Linked DNA regions of Hordeum vulgare: regions 1 and 3 are each linked to region 2. Evidence: chromatin contacts called from public Hi-C data. All regions are on one chromosome and are shown on one strand. Each heading gives the region's core, a stretch centred on a gene start, on an enhancer-like site or on the middle of the called end of the contact. The rest is flanking DNA. Distances are from core to core; before and after follow the strand shown.

Region 1 (3,837 bases), core at 1,099-3,598, 180 kb before region 2:
AAACAAACCTCTGCAACTTTCTTTTCCTCTGCAAAAGCAATCTCAACTTCTGCATGGCACAAAATAAACTCTATCGCACCAGCCCCTACAGAAAGAGCATTGTCAATAAGCAGGTTGAACTGTACCATCAGTATTGTTTCTTTTATATGTTTGTGATGTACCAACTGGGGAAAAGGATCTGTACTTAAGAATGTTCAATTGCATAGTGCTCTGCTCAGATATTAGATTACTTGTTTGCCACATGTTTCAAGGATGTGGTGGGGCTTTTCATTCTTTTTTTAAGATGTGATCTTCACTTGATCATGATTACAGAAATCTTAAATAGTGCAAAGCATATGAATATCGAGACCCACTTCTCAATAAGTGTACAATTCCTTGGTGCGCAACAACAACAAAAACTGAAAGAGGGGCGTACTGCAAGCCCATCAATGTCATAAAATGGAGATGTCAGGATATATACCAAGAGTGTCATATAATGGAACACAGTAGATTCCATGCGCATTGCAAGCCTGCAGGGGATAGAGATTGCAAGTGAATTAAGTTTGTAAGAGATACATGACAAGCATAGTAATCTTGATTGGTTAAGGAAAACTCCAGAAGTCCAACACGATAAAAATAGTTACTTGTTACAAGAATGAATTAAATGCTGCACCAGTAGAACAAGATTTTACCTCCATCGTGATAATCCATTCAGGGCTATTGGCACCATATATACCGCAACGACTGCCCTGCAAAATTATCCAGTTTAAACTTTTGTAATCAGCATGAAATAACCTTAATCATGAAACATCAAAGTGACTCCCCTGAGCTAATAAAAAGTTCACATAATGTTTAATTCATGTGTTCATTCAAGATGAGAAAACATATAACCTCACTGGAAACTATTGTAAGTAAATTAGCATTAGAGTTAATAGAATAGCAAATATATGAGAAACGAGAGCAAACCTTGGTGAGTCCACAGCTCCTAATAGAGTTACCGATTTTATTTGCAATGCCAAACACCTCCTTATATGTCCTCCAGACGTATGCACCAGCCTATTTGTTTATATCACACAAAATAATACTTTAGCAAGAATTCTACTGTTTTTATATTCCAGGGGGGGTATAAGTTGTAATCGACCAACTGAAATAATCGACCAAATGGTACCTTCCCATCAACAATCTCACGGTGACCAAGCATTCTGTTGTTTGGATACTTCTCCACTGCCATTCTGTGTATGAGCACACATCATTGACACTCAAAACTAAATAAGCTCAGTAGGACAAAAGGTCGCCAGATTTAAGAGTTTTAGTAGCAAGTCAACAGTGAAAATGCAACGAACCAACTTGCTCGGTTAATTTCGTTAACTAACCCGGAACAAACCAGACACTATTGACCAATATGACATCAGCGTTCCCACCCACACAAGACTATGGAGAAACTGAACTCAATTTGATGACAGGTTTGCATGGTCAGCGATTTGATTTTTTTCACAGCTGATTAACAGTTTTAGTGGGCCATGAAGGAGCAGGAAATAGTACTGCTGAGTTCGAACTAGTAATCTTAACTTTATTCCTCTGCTTTGAAGAACATTATCACTCCATAGAAAAAGCGTACTGATCCAGAATTCAAGGGAATTTAAAGAGAGAGTCTATACAACTGCCCAACTAACTAACAGAGTAACTAAACTGGATTTCGGAGCCGAAATGCAAAGAGAAAAAAATCAGATAAATGCAGAGTTGGGCTATTCTGTCGAGGGCGTGGGGGACAGATCCCGAGGGCTAGCATACGCAAGCAAACTGACATAAATGCCATAAAGAATAGGGTTCATGCAAGTAGTTGGACGGGAGGCATACGAGAATCAGGCATATCAAATCCCGGTTTCGTGTACTACAGGAGTACTAGCAAGGACAGCGACAAATAACCGCAAACAAATAAATGGAGGAAAAGATCCTCCGCATGCCACCCACTACGCGTGAACAGAACCACCGGATTCAATCCTTTGACTGACGCCGCCGAAAAGAGAAATAATCCAGGAGCCGTCCGGGCTCCCCCACCGCTCATCAACGGAGCAAATGATGAAGCAAGCAGGGGGGGAGCCCGGAGGAGCAAGGAGGGAGAGCTCACCGGAAGATGTCGTAGCAGCTGTCCAGGCCGGGGACGGGCGCCGGGAAGCCGTCGCGGGCGAAGGCGCTCCGGTAGGCGGGCCCCACCGAGGGCCGGCCGTCGGCGGCCGGGCGGCCCTCCTCTACCTTCACCACGTGCTGCATCTCCGCCATCCCTCCTGCTTGCTCCGGTAGCGGCGCGCTCCAAGCCTTGCCTTGCCTTGCCTTGCCTGCCTTGCTAGTTGCTACGCTTCGGAATGGACCGAAATGGCAAGAGGCGTGGAGACGGGGGCCTAAATACAACACTCCTTGACAGAAATATTGGTGTGTGTTTTTTTTCTTTTTTGAGAACAAATATTGGTGGGTGGGTGCAGCGGAGAGCGGTGGGGGCAGCTGGCATGGACAGTGGGAGGACGGGCCGGGCCGCTGGTTGGTGGGGCAGGTGACCGGTGCGCGGAACGGCCGACCTTCTCCTTGTCGAGACTCCTCGGGCGGTCGCTCATCCACACGTATCTACTTACATGGACCTGGCATTTTTGCGAACAGGGATATTGGTGGCATCAGCTTTCAGCTCTCCAAGATTTATTTTATTTTTGAGGAAAGCTCTCCAATTTTCTTTTGTTTCTGGACAAAACGGTTGACGCGATTTCCAGATGATTGCACCTGGTCTTAAATGACAGTGAATGCCCAAAAAAGGTATGCGCTGCATATTGAAGCGATCCTGTTGGATTTTTGACTTAATTTAAACTGTGTGGATGGCTTGGCTTGATTTTGATTTAAACCGCTATGCATTCATTACGGTGGCTGTGTGGCCCTGTCAGGTAGGAGTTGCGTGTCAACGTGATATTATTATTACTGGAAGTAGTACTAATTTAAAACGTGGATTTCATCAAGTATCACGTGGACGGTTATTTGTCGCTGACGATAAACAGTGTAATAAGACTGCAAAAAAAAAAGGTGCCATATCTTAGGGGACTTCTAGATTACTTGTTAATCCGGTCATGCTTGAAGAAAAAAACTCAGAAGATATGGAAAGTGCTTGCAGGTGTTCAGAATCTCTTTCATTGAGTAAGTTTGTTGGTGTAAGGGCATCTCCAACAATCTATACCTACTAATAAAGAAAATAGATATTCTTAGTCTGTCATGCTATTTTATAAAAAATCCCCTGATGCTTTTAACATTAAACCCGTAGTATATATTAAATGTTTTTTTAAAATACTCATATCTTCTAAACCGTAATTCAAATTCAACATATTATATATGAAATTTTATTAGAAAAATATGTAGAATTTAAATATGATGTTATTTTACTGTTAAACATTTAATAAAAATACTGTCTAGGATGCAACCTTAATAAATAAGTCATTGTTAGTCTTTCTTTCATATCGTTACTTATTCGGATTGGGGATGAACACGTTAATAAAATCAGGATTGGAGATGAAACTGAAGGTCACTTGTCTGATTCTTTGTACGTATTAAATCTACATGCAAGCCGTGTTAAAATAGAAGACCTGTGAAATTTTGAACTGCATTTTTATAGGATAAGATCATCTTTGTTTGTGTCGTAACTACAAATTCTTAGATTATAGACTATTTTTTATAAATTAAGAGTGTGTGGTATTTCTTTCTCCCATTGCAACGCACAGACCCTTTTGCTAGTGATTTGTAAAAAAAATCATATCATTCTCGGACGGGGGGTCAGTCCACGAAGGCGGATGCGTAAGTCCGTCATCCAACAATAACCGTAAATAT
Region 2 (4,026 bases), core at 470-2,969:
TTACTTTTGCCATCAATCAATACATCAGAGTAGAAAATATACTACAGAGTTATACTAAGCACGATCTCACTTATGTCAGGAAATCAAGTTATAAATACACTGTTAAACGGAAATGATTAATACACGCTGATGCAAAATCGTGATGAAACGGGATTGTTATTTTTAATAGCTCAACTGTATAACATGAAATGGGCCAAACGATATTGATTTATTAACGTTCCCAGTAACCTAAGCATGATTACAACTTTACAAGGACATAATACAACCACTTGTGTAAACAAGAATAAAAGGAAATGGTGCTTACTTTGACATGCTTGTCTACTGGGCTGACATGAACATTCTCCAGCCTAAGCTCAGTATGAGCCATTCCATGGCTATGCAGATAATTTACCTGCATAAAGTAAGACATATCTTCAATCTAGATACACTGGTAACTGAATACATTAAAAAGTCTTTAACTCTTGAAACTTACACCAATCAGAAGGTCTCTCATCAATATCCTGATTAATCGCAGCTGCCGAGTTACAGCAGGCCCTCCAACCGAATCATCTCCTACCCTCCTCACTTGTTCTTCATCCAATGCTAATGTTGCTTCCAAGGTTGGAAGCCAATCCGAGAGTTGCAACCAGTGACGCAAGGAGTAGCTCCCATGGTACTGCATTAACATTTTTTATTGTAAAATACTGATTATAGCAGCACATCGCTCAATCCAGCAAGAACAAACAAACCTAAAGTAGCAATTACATCTAGACTAGAAACACCCCTAAACGGCTAAACCCAGGCAGGCCCTGACATGAAAATGAGCGCACAGCCATAATGCAACCAGGCCCAGATCATGAAAAATGTCACTTCCACATTTAACTTAAAACAAGATCAGCTCGACGAAATAAGGCAAAAGCTCTAACCCCATGCACCAAGACAAGCGGAGCGTCACCCTCCTCCATGGCCTTGCTCGGAGTAACGTAGCCATGGACCTGCATCGCGTAAGAATGGTACATCATCTGGCGACGGGCCAGTTTCTTGAGCACCTGTGATAACACGAACACACAGCCCAGTCGAGCTCAGCCAGATAGTTCCCCATATATTCCAAACGCACTAAACAGCAGCAATTTAACAGAGAGAGAGAAAATCCACCTCTAGCGCGCGCCGGCCCCTCCGTTTCGCCTGTGAGCTAGTCAGCTGCCGCAACACCACCGTCGACCCGTACAGCTCACTGAATTCAATCAAAAATAACAATAAGGAGAAGGTAATGATTGTGCGTTCAAAGAATTCGTACTATCCAAGTGTGTTCCATGCCGCTGACCTGCTAGGATCGCGCACCGTGGCCTCGAAGAGCATCTCATCGGACTGTAGTAGAAAAGGAAAATCGCCGAGTATTAGCAACGAGGGAGAAGCGCGACCGAATCAGTGGGGCTAAACACCAACCCGTCCGTGGAGCCCGACGCTGACGCGGTCGGCGACAGTGAAGTCGGCCATGTCGAACCTGACCACGGGGCACGGCCCCGCGGCGGCCCCCTCGTCCGCTGTCGCCGGCGCGGGCGCCGGCGTGGAGGCCGACAAGCTCGCCTCCAGCCGGCACCGCCGAGGGCGGCACGGATGCGCGGAGGCGCGGCATAACGGTCGGGGTAAGCCGGTCGGGGAGGGGCGCGCGGCGGCGACGGCGGCGGCCGCGAGAGCCATGGTTCCGTTGCGGTGGAGGGGGGAGGGGGGTTGGGGGAGTGGACTGATGGAGGGAGGGAGGGGCGCGTTAAGACTTAAGAAGAGGAGGAGGCGCGAGGCGGTTGCGTGCGGGGAAGCGGCGGGGGCGTACAGCCATGAGCTCGGCGCGCGCTCGCCTCACCCCGCACCGCGGCAGCGACCGTGCGGCGGCACCGGGCGTGCGATTTTTTTGGGCGTGGTGTACCAGCTCGGCCGTGCGCCGGTGTTGACCGTTTCCTTCTGCCACTTAGGCAGGGAGACGGAGTATTCTCCACCCAGTGGTCCACCGGTGAGTGTTATGGTGAGAAAATTGCTCAAAACAAATACCTGCCAAACGGGCCGGCCGGGCCTGTCAGAATCGGGTCTGGCACGCCACGGCACGCCGTGCCCCGATCAGTAAACAGCCGTGCGGTGCCGGCCGCGTATCAGGCTATCATGCCCAAATATGACACGCTCCGTAATCGGGTCGGTCCGCGGTACGCTGAGACACGCTAGCCCGTGGCACGTTTACTCTTTAAAAAAAAAATCCAAAAAATATATACTTTGACATAGTATCATATGGAATAAATTTAGAGTTTTATTAACGTCTGCCTCATTAAAACCTTCCATCTTAAAGAAATAAAAGAGTACAAGTCATTCTCTAGAAAAGTAGAAATACAAAAAGAAGAAAAGATAGAGAAAGGGAAAAAAATACAAATACTACTCCTACATTACATGCCATGCTTTGGATTTCTAGAAATCCTTCAACCTTGCCCTGCAGTGCCTGCGCTATAGCCGTCGCGTCGGCGGCGTCCGCTGCCTCCTTCACGTGTGCTGTTACGTGCCTCAGCAGGTGGCCGGTTCCCGTATTTTGTTCCACGAACAACTTCTTATCACATTGTTGGCGCTTTGCAAAAACCTGGGGGAGACCATCCTCATCTCTAACTATTTCTTCATCGTAGAAATTCTAAATTGCGTGCCGACGCCTCACAATAGCATCAAGCCAGTTTTGATTGGCATCAGCCATGTTTGTGTGTGTAGTGTGTACAATGAGATGGAGTTAGAAATGAGAAACTTGGCATCCCTTTTTATAGCCAAAAAATGGCACCATAGGCACGATAGACAATGTAGCATGTGGGATAAATCTTAAACTTTTTAGTGGCTGCCTCATTAAAACCTTCCATCCCTGGGAAGTAAAAGAGTGCAAAGCCACGCTCTAGAATTACAAAAAGGAAAGAAAATTACAAAAAGATAAGAAAATTACAAAAGAAATAGAAAAGGAGTACACTACACCACTAATCTACCGATAGGTCCAATGCCGAGTCTTCGTCAAAGCACATGTCTTTAAACATACCTATTAGTTCCATGTTTCCTGCAGTGTGTTGGGCTCTCCTTCTTGATAGCTCCCCATCTTTCACGGACATCAGTGTTCTCACCATATCAGGGGTGAGACTAGTTCTTCTATCCTCAATTATTCTTCCAGCAAGGCTGAAAGCAGACTCCGATGACACCGTAGAGATGGGTACCGATAACACATCACGTGCTAATATGGAAAGCATCGAAAATGTACGTTTGTGTTCTTGCCACCACTGCAGTATGTTGAACTCTTCCTCATTATCTAAATCGAACATGACTTTGTCATTGTTGAGGTACTTCGATAACTCCCCGGCAGCTTGAATCGAAGATGATGAAGTAGAAGAGCTTCCGGCGATAGAGGAGGACGAAGAAGAAGAACCAAAGATCTTGCTCCATGCTCCTCTCTTTTTACCCGCAGTAGGTGCTGGTGGAGGTCGCTGCATTCGAACTCCGGAATATTTTTGCTCATACTTAGCAAAAACTTCATATAGCTTGTCACGAGCCATGTTGAAGTCATCAATATAATCTAAACTTAGGGACGCAGATAGTACATTGAGTGCACTACGATACCCTTCAAGTTTAGCTCTAGGATCCAAGATAAATGCAAATGCATATCAAAGTGGAATATGTTCCCAATATTTTAAATACTTTGCTTTCATGTCAGCAACAACATCAAGTAATAATCCATCACCTTCATATGATTTCAAATGACCAGAACAACTCAAGAAATGCAGTCAATGTTGTAATAACATGCCAAGTTTCATCGGTGATTAGAGGTTTAATCCCATAATTTGCATTAATAAAACCATTGAACGAAACTCTGTCTCGAATAACTGCCTTAAGCATCAAATATGTAGAGTTCCATCTAACAGGCATGTCTGAATTATACTTATGAGGAGTTGCGCCTATGGCAATGCAATATCTCCTATAGTGTGCAATTCGTTGAGTTGAATGCGAAAGATAAGATATTGCAGTGCGTATGCATTCAACGCG
Region 3 (3,706 bases), core at 270-2,769, 140 kb after region 2:
AATAATTATAAAATAATTTATTTATATTATCCGGAACAAAAATACTTCACCTATTTTTATTCCATGCCTAAATGCAGAACTGTCGAACGCTTGCACGAACCACGTGTGAAGATAAAAGGAAGAGCAAATGATTAAGTGTTGTTCAAGAAGTCCTCTCACACCAAAGGAAATGATTATGTGATGTTTAAGAATTTCTCCCATGTTATTTTTAGCCCAAGAGAAAGATGAATTCCAAGTCTCTTACGTTTTGGACTCAGATTCGGGTTGCACAGACATACCTGCCTCAAAACGTCAACAACTTTTTCATACGGACTCCGAATTGGGTGATTCTTTTTTTGCTTGAAAGTATATTTTATGTACGTTTCGGCCCAATTGGAATCACCTTAAAATTCGTTCGGAACGTGGAGACATTGACGAAATAATCCGACGTTGCATCAAAATTCGAGTCAAACTACAAGTCCAAAAGTGTTGCATCACCTCCACTTGGGCCCATAGACCTTGTACGACCTAGGGTTAGTTTTAGGCTGCCTTGAACGTCCTCCCACCTCCTTGGCCGACACCCCTTGCTCCTATATAAATATGTCAACCTAGTAGTATTTTGGTTGGGATTTGTTTAGTTAAAAATTAGTCATTGCAACTTCGTTTGTGTCCAACAACGAGACTAAGACCGCTTTCGGATCCCCACTCTTATCAATACTTTATATATATTCGCAATATTCAGATTGCTTTTATCATATTCTTACTTGTTCTTCGATTGCTTGCAGGAAGAGACCTTTGTGGTCAGGTTGATCGTGTTCCGGCATGGTCAATAACCTTTTGGAGTTAATTTAGCGATTGCTAAGGTGCAACGTCGTACACGTTTATAGTCGGATCGTCAAAGTCGTCTCCACCAAATCGATAACCACCATCTCATCGAAAGATCGGGACCCTCGCCTCTATCAACTGAGGTGCATTTCGATGATCATGAGTTTGAGGTGGACGAGGATGGTGAGGGTATTGTTGGTGCATCGAAAGAAAGAGCGGGCAGCTACACCATGAACGAAGACGTCTTGCTATGCAATACATGGTTGCAAGTGTCTAGGGATGTCTTCGAACTTTTATGTCATGATGAACTTGGTTGAGTGATTTTAAACTATGCCATGTCTTATTTTGATGTTTGAAATATCACATCTTATAAAAAATAATATATTGCAAGCGCCAGCTGCTCGCGCGCTGTAGTTTAGCGCGCCTGCTGAAACAGCTCACACGCGTTATTTTTTACGGCTGTCGTTGAAGCCAGCGCTCTCCGGCGCATTAAAATCTATCATTTCAACGCTATAAAATATTTTTAACACGCCACAGTTGGACGGGTGTTGAAGATATACTTGAAAAAGGAAAAAGAAGCCCGGCGAGCTACCGAAGGACCCGCGGGCGACGTGCATCGACTCTCGTGTCTAATCCCACCCCGGCGATCCTACGGCCGCACGCAAACGCAAGCAACCCACCAGCCCCCGGGCCAACGAGACGAACGCACCACACCAAACCGCAAACCCCCTCCAAATCCAAAGCCGAACGAAACAAAACTGAACCATTTTCTCCACGCACGAACTCGTCGTCGCCGCCGCCACCACTCCTCCCACCCTGTTTCCCCACCGCACCAAAACCCTAGCCGCCCAGGGGCCAGGGTCCACTCCCTCCCCCCTCCCTTCTCCGCCGCCACGACGGCCGCCTAGATCCCCTGGATCTCGCGCGCCCTAGGGTTCCTGCTTCCCTCGCATCCTCGCCGCCGCACCGAACGCGGTGCGATTCGAGGCGGGTTCCTGGCTGGCCCCACCATGCCCCGGAGCTCGCGCCACAGGTCGCACCGCTCGCACAGGCGGGGCGGCTCGTCGGAGTCCGAGGGCGAGGATGCTGGCGCCCCTGGCCCGCGGGAGGAGACCACGGCCGTGGCTAGGGTTCCGCGAGATCCCGAGCCAGAGAGGCGCAGGTCGTCATCGGCCAAGGAGCTGGTGAGCTCGGGCAACGGCTACTCGGAGCACGGGAAGAAGAGGAAGGATAGGGTCGAGGAGACGGTGGTGGATGTGGTCAGCGACAGGTGGAACAGCGGCGTGTGTGAGGATCACTTGGTCGAGAAGAGGTCTAAGAGTGAGGTGTTTGGGCCCGTCGATGTAGAGAAGCTGGTGGAGAAGCCCAAGGGTTCAGGGGATGAGCCCAAGAGGTCAAGCAGACGGACGGTCGGATCGGATGAGAAGGTTGAGGAGGTTGCGTCGAAGAGTGATTCTGGGAAGCGGCGGTCGGAGAAGGAGAAGGACCCAGGGAGGAGGGAGAGCAGTGGGCAGCATAAGGATGACAGAGATAGGGATAGGGAGAGAGACAGAGAAAAGGAGAGGGAAAGGGAGAAAGAATGGGAGAGACTGAAGGAGAGAGAGAGGGAAAGGGGTCGGGAGAGAGAGAAGGAAAGAGAACGGGAGAAGGAGAAGGAGAGAGAACGGGAGAAGGAGAAGGAGAGGGAGCGGGATAAAGAGCGAGACAGGGAACGAGAGCGGGAGCGTGACAGGGAACGGGAGCGCGAGAGGCAAAAGGATAGGGAGAGGGACAAGAAAGACTATGATTCGAAGCATGAGAAGTATGAAGATGGCAGTGCCAGGAAGAATGGATCGAAGACTAGTAGAGGGGAGGATGATGGTTACTCATACAAGAGGCACATAGAGATCAATGGTAAGGTAACCCTGGGTTGAAGTGTTCCCGACAATGCTGATAATATTCCAGCTACCTGTGTTACTGTTTAGTTATGCATGCTTTAATTTGCGTAACACAGTACTTGTTTTATACTCCGACTTGGACTTGTGCTGCTTTCCTCCACCACCATTTTAATTGTAAAACGAATATTAGTGGTTCCATAAGATGATAAGTGTTGAACTTTACTGTTTCGTATGTACTTGGTTGCAAAGAGTCCATTTTTCAATTAGTCTTTGTATTTTCTTGTGCTTTGATTCCATCCATCATACTATTTGGTTAACCAAACTGCTGTAAAAAAACCCTGTCCTACCGTACAAATCTAATAACGTTAATATCATTGGATATTAGCATTGGAGAGCTGATTCGAGACTTCCTTAGCATACCTTAATCTTATTATATTCATATGATTAAACTTTGCCTTGCTTATATGCTGATCTTCTGGAACTTATGCGAGTGGCTTATATATTTTTTCTGAAATCATATTTTTCAGCAGTGAAGTTGTGAACAAATTACCATTTTGGAACAGGTGTGAAGTTGTGAACAAATTACCATTTTAGTTAGTTAATTTACTTGTTCTGTTTGTTCCTTCCTGCCTACCTTTAAATGTTTTTTACTGTTTCATAATATTCTAACTTCCTTATGTTGGTTCCTAAAAGTGCACGTTTTTGAAACAGATACTCCAGCTAAAGAGAGACACAGTAACCCTGATAGGGAGACTGATAAACATAGCCGACGTAAAGACGACTCGGAAGACAAAGATAAGTGGCCAATTGACAATAGAGACATTGATGACCGGAAGACTCTGTCCAGGTATGATCATGGGAAGGTTAGGAGCTCTAAGGAACAAAGGTTTGATGATGAGAAGTATAAACAGAAGTACAAGGATGATTATGAAAGGGATAAGCGACAACAAGATGACAAGTATCTGGATGAGCGCATGATCCGAGATCATGGAAGTGACAGGGTTGATTACAAGAGCACAAAAGAT

What was found. A called contact is a pair of places that touch in the nucleus more often than the background predicts.
Region 1: a contact with region 2 is called in a Hi-C map of leaf, with 2.6 times the contacts expected there. The contact joins the promoter of LOC123444002 here to the promoter of LOC123444001 in region 2. A contact is called at or near these places in 5 of 6 Hi-C or Micro-C datasets (leaf, seedling and an unstated tissue).
Region 3: a contact with region 2 is called in a Hi-C map of seedling, with 5 times the contacts expected there. The contact joins the promoter of LOC123444000 here to the promoter of LOC123444001 in region 2. A contact is called at or near these places in 4 of 6 Hi-C or Micro-C datasets (leaf and seedling) and 1 of 1 datasets of contacts at active chromatin or transcription factors (embryo).

The regions. Positions count from the first base shown.
Region 1 is chr3H:405,588,540-405,592,376 of MorexV3_pseudomolecules_assembly, reverse strand. It overlaps LOC123444002 (long chain acyl-CoA synthetase 4-like), which reads right to left and starts at 2,348. Exons shown (of 19, transcript XM_045120597.1): 1 at 2,108-2,348; 2 at 1,148-1,211; 3 at 946-1,035; 4 at 672-728; 5 at 461-509; 6 at 9-85. The coding sequence starts at 2,259.
Region 2 is chr3H:405,406,895-405,410,920 of MorexV3_pseudomolecules_assembly, reverse strand. It overlaps LOC123444001 (probable plastid-lipid-associated protein 14, chloroplastic), which reads right to left and starts at 1,719. Exons shown (of 13, transcript XM_045120595.1): 1 at 1,426-1,719; 2 at 1,304-1,347; 3 at 1,135-1,213; 4 at 906-1,028; 5 at 473-655; 6 at 305-391. The coding sequence starts at 1,680.
Region 3 is chr3H:405,265,347-405,269,052 of MorexV3_pseudomolecules_assembly, reverse strand. It overlaps LOC123444000 (zinc finger CCCH domain-containing protein 13), which reads left to right and starts at 1,519. Exons shown (of 6, transcript XM_045120594.1): 1 at 1,519-2,697; 2 at 3,393-3,706. The coding sequence starts at 1,815.